2 separate regions of the Hordeum vulgare genome follow, and region 2 is linked to region 1. Evidence: chromatin contacts called from public Hi-C data. All regions are on one chromosome and are shown on one strand. Each heading gives the region's core, a stretch centred on a gene start, on an enhancer-like site or on the middle of the called end of the contact. The rest is flanking DNA. Distances are from core to core; before and after follow the strand shown. Region 1 holds the start of LOC123453027 (protein MODIFIER OF SNC1 1). Region 2 has its middle 100 kb from the start of LOC123397690.

Evidence for each region. Hi-C and Micro-C count contacts between places; a contact is called where the count stands out from the background.
Region 2: a Hi-C map of leaf shows a contact between it and region 1, with 2.3 times the contacts expected there. The contact joins the enhancer-like site here to the promoter of LOC123453027 in region 1. A contact is called at or near these places in 2 of 6 Hi-C or Micro-C datasets (leaf and seedling) and 1 of 1 datasets of contacts at active chromatin or transcription factors (embryo).

Annotation. Positions count from the first base shown.
Region 1 is chr5H:97,939,702-97,946,190 of MorexV3_pseudomolecules_assembly, forward strand. It overlaps LOC123453027 (protein MODIFIER OF SNC1 1), which reads right to left and starts at 3,636. Exons shown (of 9, transcript XM_045129790.1): 1 at 3,239-3,636; 2 at 1,245-1,322; 3 at 1,115-1,159; 4 at 635-998; 5 at 464-554; 6 at 145-243; 7 at 1-31. The coding sequence starts at 1,294. LOC123453029 (a long non-coding RNA gene) reads right to left here. Exons shown (of 4, transcript XR_006632692.1): 1 at 6,487-6,489; 2 at 5,817-6,193; 3 at 4,698-4,751; 4 at 4,348-4,563.
Region 2 is chr5H:98,643,813-98,651,224 of MorexV3_pseudomolecules_assembly, forward strand. No RefSeq gene overlaps it. Among protein-coding and RNA genes, the nearest start is that of LOC123397690, 100 kb to the right of the region's middle. Within about 2 kb of position 1,974, at least 1 of the 3 cell types and tissues checked has open chromatin away from gene starts, as enhancers often do. A contact at or near this core is called in seedling, where this site is marked.

The DNA.
Region 1 (6,489 bases), core at 2,386-4,885:
GTATTAGGTGGTCGAACTACTTCGCCAGATCCTAAAACACAGAAACGGTATCCCATTAAGTGGTCAGACCATAATAAATATATACATGCAACAACTGAGACGGTAGGGACATTAGCAAGTATATAAAACAGTGAAATTAAATACCAGCAGGTAAGCTCTTCCCCGTATCATTTTGGGCTCCATCTTTACCAGAACTAGAAGTTGGGCGCCCTTTTGAACTATGACCTAGAATAAAAGGCTGAGCTGTAAGGAGAAATTATCTTGTATATCAGAATATACATCATTTGAATTTGAAATCAGACCATTCTGAACAAAGAACTACGATTTGCAGAAATAGATCTAGCAGATATGGCATATATCAGCATATCATATGATCAATACAATCAAGAATTCCAAATATTCAGTAAGAAGTCATGATCGTATGAACAAAAAATATATATAATACATTTTGCTTGTAGACTACCTCGTTGACTGTTTGATTCAGAGCTTTTCTCAGAACCAAGTGTTGGGAAATCACCGGTGCTTAGAGTAAACACATGCCCATGTGAAGATCCCTACATAGTTAAGAACAAACATATTAAGTAGGCTCCCATTGCTGATGCACAAGCCATATAAAGTAAGTATTGTGCATTACCGATCTGTCAACAGTCCTTATCGACACATTCATATTATCTGAGGGGTTATCTGCAAACCGAGAAAGCTGTGAGCTTCCTGGTCTTGTCTCCGCACTTCGAGGACGATTTGTGACCACTGGCACATTTTGTGATGGTAATGTTCCAGATGCTGAGGACGGTCGAGAATTTGGACCCCAAGCATTAGGAGAGTCAAGAGATTCACTTCCAGCTGTTGAGGGCCTTGAACCGCCACCAGAAGAGGGGCGGCCATTGAATTGGCTTGGTGCACCAGAATTCCCATCCTTCTTGGGAGATAGAAGTGATGAGGAATTCCATGCATTTGGTGTTGTAGGTCCTGGTTTGCTGCCCCATGTGAGGGTGCCCCTAAAATCAAAATCATAACCTCATCACATAGCAATTATTGAAAACGATTGAGAACTGTGAATGAGTAGCATCAGATCTCTAAAATAATGAATAAAAAATGTGAGGTGGGGACTCACTTTGGAACAATTTCCACATTGGGGTCAAGACCCTGATTTTCCAACCTTCATAGAGAACTACTAAATCAGTTCACATAGAAGTATACAAAGATAAGATTTTGATTACAATGCCCAATACGAAAACTGTTACCTCTGACTTGGCAAATTAATGGGCTTTGGGATTTTTCCAAGAACAGTCATGCCAGATTTCCTTGTAGGAGCAGCCCATCTGCAGAAAGCAGTACAGAATAATAAAGTACGCACATAGTACAACAGCAGCAGTGCTATACGTAAGCAACAATTACTAAGCGCGTCAACCTGATTATGTAAGGCATATAGTGTTAAAAAAAACATACTGCCATAGAGATAAATATTGAGTCTCGGAAGGATAAATGAATGGAGCTTAATCATCCATCAATGGGAGGAGAACTACAAATGTTCTAATGGCGTTGCAAGTCAGTAGATAAGCATTTAACAAATTTAATTCGCAGAAATAATTATGGCTGAGAGATGGAAGAGTGCAGAGTTATGCCAAACACTGCTTCACGGTATGCTATCAAAAGGATACAATTTTTTTCGTTCAAATACCACTTAAAGAATAAAACAAAGGTTTATTTGATAAATGCCACTCAAATTCTGGCGATTCCAAGAAATGCCACCGCAAATTTCCAAACTTTGAAAAATGCCACTTGGCGTTTTTCAAAGTTTGCAAAATTTGCAGTGGCATTTTTCAAAGTTTGGAAGTTGCAGTGGTGTTTCTCCGAATCGCTAGAATTCGAGTGGCATTTATCTAATTAACCCGTAAAACAAGGGCTTACAAATAGAAAGGTAAAAACGAAGAAGGTCCAAGAAAGGCTTTGGCACTCCAGTATGTGGATGGGCCAAGATGAAACATGAAACATGATATGAACCTCGACTCGCATCTTGTATTCTTGATAAATATTTTGTTCAATACACTAAATACATACTCTGCCGAATCATTCATCAAGGTCCAACGAGAGAATTAACAAAAAACTGGGCAGTTTACCCTTGGACGAAAGACAGCTCCTCTTTTTATTTAAAAAGAAAGCAGATAACTGACTTTCTGCCCTAAAAGGGATTTGATAAATACACTCGGAGGAAAGTAAGCAGATCAGCTATAAAACACATTTGGTCGGTTGAAAGAAGAGAACGGGCTCATCTGCAGCCATCTGGTGCCATGACGCTGCCGCGCAGGTACCATTACCACACAACTTGACAGCTTAACCGTCGAACAGCATAGAATTGAACCAAACAACCTAGAGATGCACTCTGCCTGTCATGCTTCCGATCCAGAAACTAGAATTGGAACAAGACCAAAGCTAAACACCACCACGCCAAGCACTACTACAAATCGATGATTAAAAAAAACTGATATTTATAAATTTTAAAAACAAAAATAGCAAGCGTCACCAGAATCAACCACGCGCGACAATGCAAAGGCCCCGCGCATCCAGTCGCCAACGGAATTCAAAACGACGAGGGAGGGGAAACCGCGGCGCGCGCGCGCGATGGGGGCGGGAATCTCGCACCTCTTGTCTGTGGTGAGCAGGCTCGAGGCCATGGCCCCTCCCCGCGAGCTTGCGCCCCTCGCCGGGAGTCCAAATCGAGCGTCTCCGATCGCCGGGACGGGGACCTGGCGCGTCCAGGCCAGGGAGATCGAGATCTTTCTGACGGCCTCGGAGGGGCCGAGGGGGGCGAAACCCTAGGGACGGACGGACGCCGCGATCGGCCCGGATCGGCGGCGGCGGAGGCGGGAGGCGTGCGCGGAGAATCCGCGGGAACCCTCGCGGCCGGGCCCTGCCGTCCGGCGAGCGGCGGCGGGGGAGGCGGAGGGAGACGGGTGGGGCCCGCGCGTCAGATGGAAGGAAGGCAGGGGGCGGAGGAGAGAGAGGGAAGAGAAGGTTGGAGAGGCGTTCGTGAGAGCGGTATAAAGGGGGAGGCGGAGGGGACGCGTGGCGGTGCGGGGATTGGTGGGCTCGCGCGCGTGCCCGGGGACGCGTGGAGTCGTTCCAGTGGTGGACTCCTGCGTCCGTCCGCCGCAGGGGATCCCGTAGGAGTTGCGTGCTTGGATATGGATTTGGGTGGCCAGGGTCGACGTCGACGTTTCGTGCGAGCCAAGATTACCACAAGTGTCACGGCTCGTCACCGGATGACCATTGCGGGCCTTCTGAGAGCGTTTCTTTGCGTTGCTATGTTGGTCATGTGCATTAGGTTTGTGTTGCTGATGTATGTTGGGCTGTACGATCGGGCTGATTTGCACGTTGCTTGTTTTGGCCTCGCTCGATTCACCTGGAAAACATGTAAAATGTTGTTAAAAACCTCGTCGATAAGAAAATAGATGAACTTGATCTATTCGAGACATGTCTCCTAGGCTGAGAGAGAATGAATTCAAGGTTATAGTTGGTGCTTATTCGCAATAAAATATATAGTTGGTGTTGCTAGCTGCAAATAAACTAAATGTAGCTTTGCAATACTTTACTACCTCTTCTCACTTAAACACAAGTTTCTCGAAAAAAAAAGGATTTAAATGTATTTTCCTAAATTTTAAGATTGTAAAGTACAATATGCACCGCACATGGCATCATGGTATGAAATATAAAAGAAAACATGTTGATTCCTTATCTGGTCATTTTTGCAGCCTTCTCTAGTTTCACCGACAGAGACAACGTTGCCAAGAGAATCCTACAAGTTTGGTTGTTCCGTTCCTGAAACTGAAAGCATGCAGTAATCTCATAGATAAGCAACATTAAGGCAACGATACCCTTACATGTTACATCACAACAAATATCTAAACAAAATTTCAGCCAACGCAAGAAATAAGTTTCTACTGCGAACACGGATAATCCCAGGTGCATGTGTGGAAATTATGTCTAAACAAAATCTCATAATATGAGTTAAGTGCGTTATAAAATAAAATAAAGTATCTGCGCACATTGACAACATTGGACATCACTCCGAAATGAAAGTAGCACAAAAGCTCAGTGTTGATGCGCACACACCAATGAAACATGTTATTCTTATGCATGATATGGTCTTTCACATGAAAGCTACAATGGAATCTAGAGGGAGGGGCTGAAGGAGGGAAACGATGAGAAAGATGACCTGCGTTGGGAGACTCCTATAGTGCAAGTAGTCGCAGCAAAACATGCAGGGCACTCCCAACTCCTATGATAACTCAGAATAATCCAAACTTTAAAAGGTTGTTCTCGGAACAATCCAAACTCCTACAAAACAATACATAAATTATTTGCTTCACATATGATATGTACATTTTGAGAAGAACTCAAAATTACCATACAGGATATTGTTGTTCTTCCTACTCTACTAAGCATGTGAAATTAGTGATATTACTTGACGTATTTAGTTGTAGTGGTGTATCTCCTGTTTACCCAAAACATCGATTCCAACTCTTCCTTGCTGCTACAGCCCGAGCGATCGACATTGTATGACTGAAATAGTACTGTCTTATTATGTTTTGGGGTAGAGTTAGGAATCTCTCGAAACTAAACATCCATATGCATTGCCACTGCAATTGGTAAGATCATTTCAAGAACCATCTCATGCAAAATGTGCTCGTGTTTACCTGAAAGTAGAGCCCAGAGCATCGTCACCACGCGAGTTCCTCGAGCTAGACAGCCTGCAGAGGATCTCCCTCATGTCAACAGTTCTACCATGGTTGTTGTCAAACAGAACACAAGGATATATGGTAATATGTTGTAGTAAAATCTTATATTATGAGGCGGGGAGCAGAAAATAAATGTTGTCTCGTTAATGTAATTGACCCCAATATCATCATCAAGCTATGTCATCTTCATCGATGTTGACAACACTTCTTAGCAAATGATACCACATGAATGCCTTCTAACATTACAAGATTGTGAGTTGGTGAATACAGTAACTAATGCAAAAGTGTATCTATGCATAGCTTGTCTACGCACTACTACAAATACTACTCATAAAGCCATAATATATCTTTTTCTGCATTAGGCCCTCCTTCCAAGAAGTAGGTAGTGTGAGCACAAAGTTGTAACTTAAGCTGCTTAGAAAGCTAGTAGTGAGAAATAACAACGCAGCCATATAATGAGGTTATTAGATAAACTAGCATTTTAAGGAAAATTTGAAAGTGAAGTGACTATCATCTCATAATTATGCATCAGCAAGTTAAATATCATGAACTCTACTACAAGTCTAACCATGGTACGCAGCACCATGCCAATGCTAGTAAAACTAGGTTGAACGGAGCAAAAGCATATTGGCACTTCATAAACTCCATAACTGATCACACAAATCCTACAACTTACGAATAAATGTGAATGATTACTTTAAGGGTTTAAGTTCATAACCTTTATGATTGTTGTATCGAGAACTCTACGAGGAACATACTTGTCTAGCAAATTCGTTGTTATCTGCAAACCAAAGTTGTCAGAATCGCGGCTCAAATCTTAGTATCTTACGCCCTTGCGATACAAACTAGTCCCTCTCTGATTATATGGTTTTTCTCATAGAATCAAAGTTTCTACGATCATTGTAGTTATGATTATACGATCCACAATCCTACCAGTTGAGCTCTGATCCGAGTCAGAATCTCGAGTATGATAACTTTGCTAATACACAAACATATAAATAAGAATTATATTCACACAAATTTTCAGTTGCCACGAGGTGATAGAGAAAGCACAAGTATTGAAAATATTATACTCACCTTATACACACCTTGGTTACTCTCCAACCCACCACAAAAATGACCGATTTTTAGAGAGCATAGATAAAGGAAAGAAAAATATATTACTTGTTTCCCTCCTCCAACGAGTTGCTCCCCCTTCATTTAATTTATATCGTGAAATCAATTTATGACCAAAATAATAGATGACCGTGTGATATATATGTTGTTGGAACTGAAGGCATGTTATCAAATTTGAAGAGAGAGAGAGAGAGAGAGAATGTGTGTGTGTGAGAGAGAGACATGGGATCATCTGATAGAACATTTGAGCTACCTTTAGACGGTGACGAAAGGGACATGTATGGCGCCACTATCCGCGACATCAATGCAATGATTTAAAAATGTCCACACTTCATATACTACAAAAGAAAGGAAAACTTGAATGACCCAACTGCTATTGGCTACTTGACTTCATATATTGAATAAATGTAAGTTTAACAAAAATAGTGTGAAGAAAGAACATTATGTATCATGGATCTCATGCAAGGTATAAATATCATCTCATAAGAACAATGTAAAATGAAACTCAAGCAACAAATATCAAGAAACTAATAGATGCAAGACAAGCAAAATCTTGATGGTAAAACCCATGGAAATCCACTGTAGTTTTGCTATAGATTCTACTGTGAATTTCCTCCTAAAGTCAACATACCTT
Region 2 (7,412 bases), core at 724-3,223, 700 kb after region 1:
AAACATGATGTGCAGGCCCGTGCCAAAAAAACCATGATGTGAAGGCATTTGCTTGTCGTGAAACATGATGGATCCTGAAAACATGATGTCCTCATGTGCATTCACTTGCTCGTCGTGCCCGTTTTCCAGTCCATTGAGAATGTCAGTTGTAGGAGCTGCCCAAGGCCCGCTATTTCGTTTGACATGAGATGTTCTTTTTCTTTTTGAAACGTTGACATGAGATGTTGGTTACCCATGGAACCCCGCATGATATGTCTGGAGTTTTAGTTTTTACTAGCAAAATGGCCCTTGCGTTGCAACGGAAGAAAAAACATCATAATTTTCAACGGCGATAACCATATTTTGCTACATCACCGAAAAATACATTATCACTTTCATTTTTGTGAAATCATATTTTTGAAAAATATTTGAAATTGTGATAAAAATTCAAGTTCGCGAACATTTTCTAAAATCAGGAATATATTTTTGCATTCATGAACATTTTAGACTATTTGTAAATATATATTCTTAAAATGTGAACATTTTTAAAATATTTTTCTTGAATCAGCGAACTTATCTAGAGTCGACACACACAATAAATCTAAATATTGCAACGTCTACATTTTCATCTAATGAAACTTGATGGAGAAAAATGAGGATATGTGACCCAGTGACAGTTCGCTCGCCCGAGCTCTTGGTGGAATTTACTATTATGGTATAGTTATGGATTTGATAATAATATATTCTGTCAGTTGCTACGAAAAATCTATGAATGCAAACTACCAACAACATATTCAAATCTAGAAGAAAACTAGAAAACTTGAGAGACAAAACAAAAAGTTTATTTTGACAGCAATACTCCTCTAAATGGCATATACTGTCAGATTTTGTTTTGTACTGAAATTTTTAGACACCAAAACCTGAAATGTAATACAATCCCAAAAAAAAGAGGTAAAGGAGATACTGAAATTAAAAAGCAAAAATAATAATTTAAGAAAGGCAGCAACAGGGATCGAACTCAGGTATCCGGATGAAAGAGCATGACTCAGATCAGTGGGATGCGCGTGGAACTGTGATTTGTTCAGGTATTATTTTAAATGGAGAATGGACGAACGCCTGACTCCAAAAAAAAGGAAAACAAATCGTTTTTTCCACTCACCGGTGGCATAGGGGCGTAATTCCTGCGAAGTCTAGGGGCAAATTCCGCAACGAACGACAGAAGCGGTAGCTCTTTTATTATTATAGCAAAAGAGTCCGTGCGTTGCAACAGAAGCAAATCATACAACACGTCTTAACCTAATAATCATTACTTGAGATCTTTATTGTTTCTCACTTAAAACGGACTGCGGGTTGATTTTGGAAAACTTCAAGGGATTTTCTACAAAACAACCACGACGGACGGAAGAAGCAATGCGTGCTTTATTATTAGGGAGAGATTTTTGGACTCCGACGTCTCCTGTTCGCGTTCCCTTGGCGTATGAGGAGCTCCATGCGCGCACGGGCCTTGGACATTTCTGGTCTCGTGTTACCGACGGCGTCCGCTCGGCTCGGCTAGCTCTGTCACCTTGGTTCTGATTGCCAAGTTCTCGTGCCTAATCGAACGCCATCGTTTTCCCCAGCCGGCAGCGTTTTTAATTCGTATCAGGGACGATCCCGGTTCAAATCTCTTGGGCAGAGATTTGCCGTGAAGAAAAGTCAATCAACGTCGGGAGCCGGCTCCACCCAACTCCGGCTCAGGTTCCCCGTCCCTGCATTGCACGCAGTGCCTTCGTACAAACAAGTCGACAGCAACAAAACTGTATTCTTGGATAAAAAATGAGATGGAAAATAAGTAAAAATGAAAAAAGAAATGGACATGAAATGCGCCTGGACGTTGTTTCCTCCGCTACTGCTCATTAAAAATGCCATTGGCCTGGCCGCGGTGGCAGCTAGCCTCTGCAGCTCCTAGGAAGCCTACGCTCGGCAGTTGGCACTTCCCAACGCAGCAACAGCGCCAATCTGCAGCTCCTCTCTATCCGGCCCTCTGCGTAGCAAGCTACTACTAGTACTCCATCTCTATCCCGTGAGGAGTAATGCGCGCGACGCAGGCTTGTAGCGTCCCATCTCTCTTCACTCGCATTACGGGGAAACGGGAAGGGGTCATATTCTCAACATCCGCCTCCTGAACCGTCCGGTCTGCATGCCATGCCCTCTCGCGCGCGTGCATGCGCATGTCCCAAGCACAATGCATACACTACTCCCGCATTGATCTCTCTACCTCTCTCTCTCTCTGTGTCTTTCCCAACGTTGCCTAGCTATTTCAATCCCTACCTATAGGAGCCTAGCACGGGAGTGAGCAATCACATGCATGGCCTCCCTCGGTCTGTCTCGATATAAGGGCATCTTCAACAGTTTGTTGGTTAGGTTGTTAGTAAAATATGCCATGTCATCAACCAACACCTTAACATACAACTACTCCAATGGGTTGTATCTAGTTTGCCCAATAAGATGTGATGTAATAAATAAGGTGCTCTCTCATTCTACATTGGAGCTTGTGCAAGGGTGTTGGTTAATTTACATACAACCTTGCTCTCTTTCCTCATTTATTGCATGACACATCATCAAAAATCCTATGTGTCAAAATTACCAACAACTATCTTATAACCATTGGAGATGCCCTAACAAATCATACTAGTACTACTCCCTCAGTACCTAAATATAAGTCTTTTAAGATATTTCACCAGATGTTTACAAACAAAGCAAAATGAATAAATCTATACTCTAGAGTATGTATATATACATCCGTATGTAGTTCATTAGTTAAACCTTTAGAAAGAATTATATTTAGGAACGGAGGGAGTAGTATCCATTGTTTGCAAGCTCACGAGTAGCTGATTACCACGCATGCAGCATGCAGACACGCACAGTAATGCCGTCTTCAATTGCTAGCCTCCTCCTCCTCCTGTGAGCATGGAGGTCAATCGGTCGAAGCAAAAAGGTTCCACAAGATCTCGTCGCAGGCATGAGATGGATTCGTGGATTCCATATTTATGTCGTTGCGTGGCTTGAGCATTTCGTTGCCTACTCATGTACTCCCTTGGTCCATAAATAAATGTATATTTAGTTTAAAATTTGTCCATAAAAAAATACACATCTATCTTTCCGATGCATTATAAAGTAGAGAACAAATAGCATCGATTAGTAGAACCAATTTGCTGACAGTTGGGGAACGAAATTAGGGTTCATCACGCCGGTGAGTAAAGCAAAGCAGGGCGGGAGGACAAATCAGAGCGGGGCGGCGGTGGCTGGCGCCGGCGGCAGAGAGGGAGATGTCGTGGTCGTCGAGTACTTCTGTCGCGCCCGGCTTCCGTCGAGCTTCAGGAAGGAGTGGGGCCGATGTGCGCTCGCCGGTCCGCTACCGCGAAGACGCCATGGCGTATGAGCCTGCTAAGTACTACAGGTGCGACCCTCGTAGGAAGGCGCCTTGTTGGATCTCGTGGAGCCGTCAGAATCCAGGCAGGCGATACTACGCCTGCGTGGATGCACAGGTGAGAATCCATCCGATTCGATTTCTCCCTAAACTACGGGCATCGGAGGAGGAGGGCATCGAGATGTCTACCTCAAGTTGTTTGCGCCGCCCCGCCGTCACGATCGTCGCCGTGGAGCCGTTCACCTGCCGGTCGCCATTGCTGCCGCGCAAGAGAGAGAGGTCGAAGCCGGGAAGACACGGAGCGGTCAAGGTCATAAATGCCTCCTCTGCCTCGCGGGCCTGTCCACCCGCGTGAAACATTGGGCCGGCCCAGTCCATCTGCGCAAATTAGGGTCCAGTACGTCCGCAACGCAACCATTTTCGGGCATAAGTTGCCACATCACCAATCCTTGTTTGGTGGTACACTTCAAGGTTCGATTTAGACCAGGATTTGGAAGTTTAGGGTGCAATCGACAGGGATTTGGACATCAGGGTCTATTTTGCCGGAGCGCTACCAGTTCAGGGTTTAGAATAGACTTTTTCCTTTGCAAAAAGGTAGTGTAGCGGCAATGTCCCCCTCTTTATACATGTCCAAGTGACGACCTGCATAGCGTTTATGTAATATGCATTATATTTTTGAAACATATACGATGTTGTAATGGTCTACGATAGTTTTATGTTTTGCAACAAAACCTTTATTTCAAAACATTTTTACAACAAAACCTCAGTTGTAAAAAAATTATTACAAAACCTCAGTTGCAAAAAAACCATCACAAATAAAGTTGCTGCAGACTAGCAATGGTAAGGCGTGCTCGGCTCATCTGATGCCACAAATCTGACGGCTCGCGACCCGGCTGCTCTTTTAAAAGGACGAGTCGGCTCATGCGTAGCACACTTATTTAAGTTTTATTTTTTTATACTTACATTTTTGTTCGTCATAGGTTTTGAAATTTACAATTTTATCGGTCACTCGTAACAAATTTTAGGAATTGACACATTTTTATCAGTCGTAGATCCTGAAGCTCACGATTTTGGTTGTTCGTACCAATTTTCACAAGTTGAAAAACTCATCAAAACGTATCTGGAAAATGGTTCTCATTTGGAAGCCCTCACCATCATAAACATGAATTTGTAAATATAATTTAGTGTGTATTTTGTGTTTGAAAGATACGAAAGATTAAAAATTTAAAGCAAAAAAAGAAAAAGGGGTCGCATGCCCCCGCTCATGCATGCTAAAATCCTCTCCCATCTAAGTCAAGTGGTGAAGCCATTCCTTACGCTATACAGCAAGCCATCGCCATCTCGTTTGCGGACACTTCCATATGACATCGAAACACCGTTGGTATATACATTTATATGTTTACTATTGTTTTCTTAATTACATGAACTCGCATTGTTTGAACGTGAAATCAACCTTGTTTTAGCAAACCTCATTGTTCTCTAAATTGGTAAGTTATAAGAAAATGACCAATGCACCGGTCATTTTTCCTTGGTGAAAAAGGATGAGGTCGTGCAGAGCTTAGAGGCTAAGGAGGGGCAACACGGCCTTCCATGGTGTCCCTATAAGAATGAGCGGGAGACGAGACGTCGTGGCATAGCCAAAGAGAGCAAGTCAGGTCTTGATGATTTGGGTGCATGTTGGGGAGACGACTTTGAAGAAGAAGGGTGGTGGGGCCATAGAAGGAAGATCGGGCAGAGGTGACATGATAGAGGCAAAGGTGAGGGTCGGGCGGGGAGGCAAGGCGCATGTACGGGCTTCATCGATCACGGGTGGCAACAACATGCAGTTGGGCTAGTGTTGGATCAGGCAGATCCAGGTGAAGGAGAATAATTTGCTAACTCGGAAGGGGAAAGCACAAAAAACATTGAATTTGAATCGGATGGCTCGATAGATTGACTTACACGCAAAAAAAGTTAGACACGTAACTTATAGTCGATACCTTTACCAAAACCGTTAGATATATCCGACAAAATAATTGAGAGGCATAGAGCATGGATGGCCCTGCACCCTTTATATTGCTATAATTGGCAAGCAATCTAGAAGAACTGATTATGTCTAAGTTAGATATTATTATTTTTATTCTAAAAAAGATATGATTTTGTGTGTACAACTAGCCTTGATACCATTTATCTTTTGCAAGTTTTAGGTTCCTGTCCAAGTTAGGTATTAACCATACCCTTGTTCTTTGTGTTGTTTGGTATTCTGACATTAGTCGACCTATTAATAATCTAGTTTTAAATTTAAGAAATGATGGATCACCATCTCTGATTTTCCAAATTATGTGGTCAAATCCTGGTCAAGCAAATGCAAATCACAATAACCGACTAGATGGTTGGCCCATAAGGTTAGAACTTTTAGAAGGCTAGGTAGAGGTCGGAGTGCTAATATATCTTTTATTAGAAAGCATAAAGGAGCGCAAGTGGCTGAAAATGATAGGTTAGATGTAAGGGTTGAAACTCAGTCAATGTCTTATGGAGAGAGAAATGTGGTAAAACGGAAACAAAGGGAGATCAAAGCTAGAGGGAGATCTAGGGATAAAGATATCATTGATGGGATAGAAAAGATGCTTACTTTCTTGCGGTGATTAATCAAAGGACCAAGAAACCGATAAGTGATTTGGATGGTCTTGAGGGGACATTAAGTGATAAAGGATGTATGAATAAAATAGTGGTAGTCTACAGCAAAGAAAAAATGTTTAAGTACGACCATAGACTTGACATTTCTCTTCGAGATAGTTTGTTCACCTTATTGGAACAAATTTTCAAGCTCGAAACACTATATGAGAGTTTAGATTCATTGAAGAAGTGATTGGATAGTCAGTATTTGAGTCATATGTTGATGTTGTTCGTGGCCTTGGTGGCTTGTGCTTTATATTTAGGGATTTCTATATTTGTGCCCTTGGTTCCTTTCTACTCAGTTTTGTTCAAACCAACCAACTTTGCTCAATTTTGCCCCCCCCCTCCACCACCCGCTCACAGAAGGCGAAACGGAGCACTATCATCTAGTAAAAGCCTTTGACCGTTACTTCCTGACTAGTGGGCCGACCTGATATCCTGACAGGTGGGGCAACTTACCTCCCAGGTGATGTTTTTTAACATGTAATGGAAGGACATCGACGCAATTGGTAATAAAAAAACTTGTTGTGTGGCTTTTTAAGGTAGAAATAACCAAGGTCCGACTAGGCGATAAAATAGTCGTCAATGGAATGAGCTTATCTTAAGCCCGGTGGGTCCAACTTAATTTGGCAGTGCATCAAGTGAGGTGTGCCCCCGTGCTGGACTGAACCCTCCATGCTTCCCTCTTCATTCTCGGTGGCGGAGCTATCATTTTCGATTTAGAGCTGACTACGTCACCTTTATTTTCGGCGGATTTGGAATCCAGATTGTGTGGGCCGCGAGTGGCTGAATGAGATGGAGCGTGCACTGACAAACACGGGGGATGGTGTTGCAAGGGTTTGTTGTGTTGATTGGAATTCGGTAGAATTAAATGACCATAAAGATTTGTTTACTTCACCAATGGCCGACACTAAGATGAAAAATTTCACTCGCATTCCAGTATATGCTAGAGATAAGGAGGAGAGGGGCAAATCTAGTTTGCTTGCTCATGCTAACAGAGATTCAACTGAAGATGTGGACGGACAGTTGATGGAAGATGGTGTTGATGATGCACGCGGTGATGAGCTAGTGAATGTCTATGACAAAGATGTTGGAAATATGCCCTAGAGGCAATAATAACTTTTTTATTATTATATTCCCTTATTCATGATAACCATTTATTATCCATGCTAGAATTGTATTGATCAAAAACATAAGTACATGTGTGCATATATAAACAACATTGGGCCCCTAGTGACTCTCTACTAGACTAGCTCATTGATAAAATATGGCTAAGGTTTACTAACCATAGACATTGGTTATCATTTCATAATGGGATCACATCATTAGGAGAATGATGTGATGGACAAGACCCAACCGTAAGCATAGC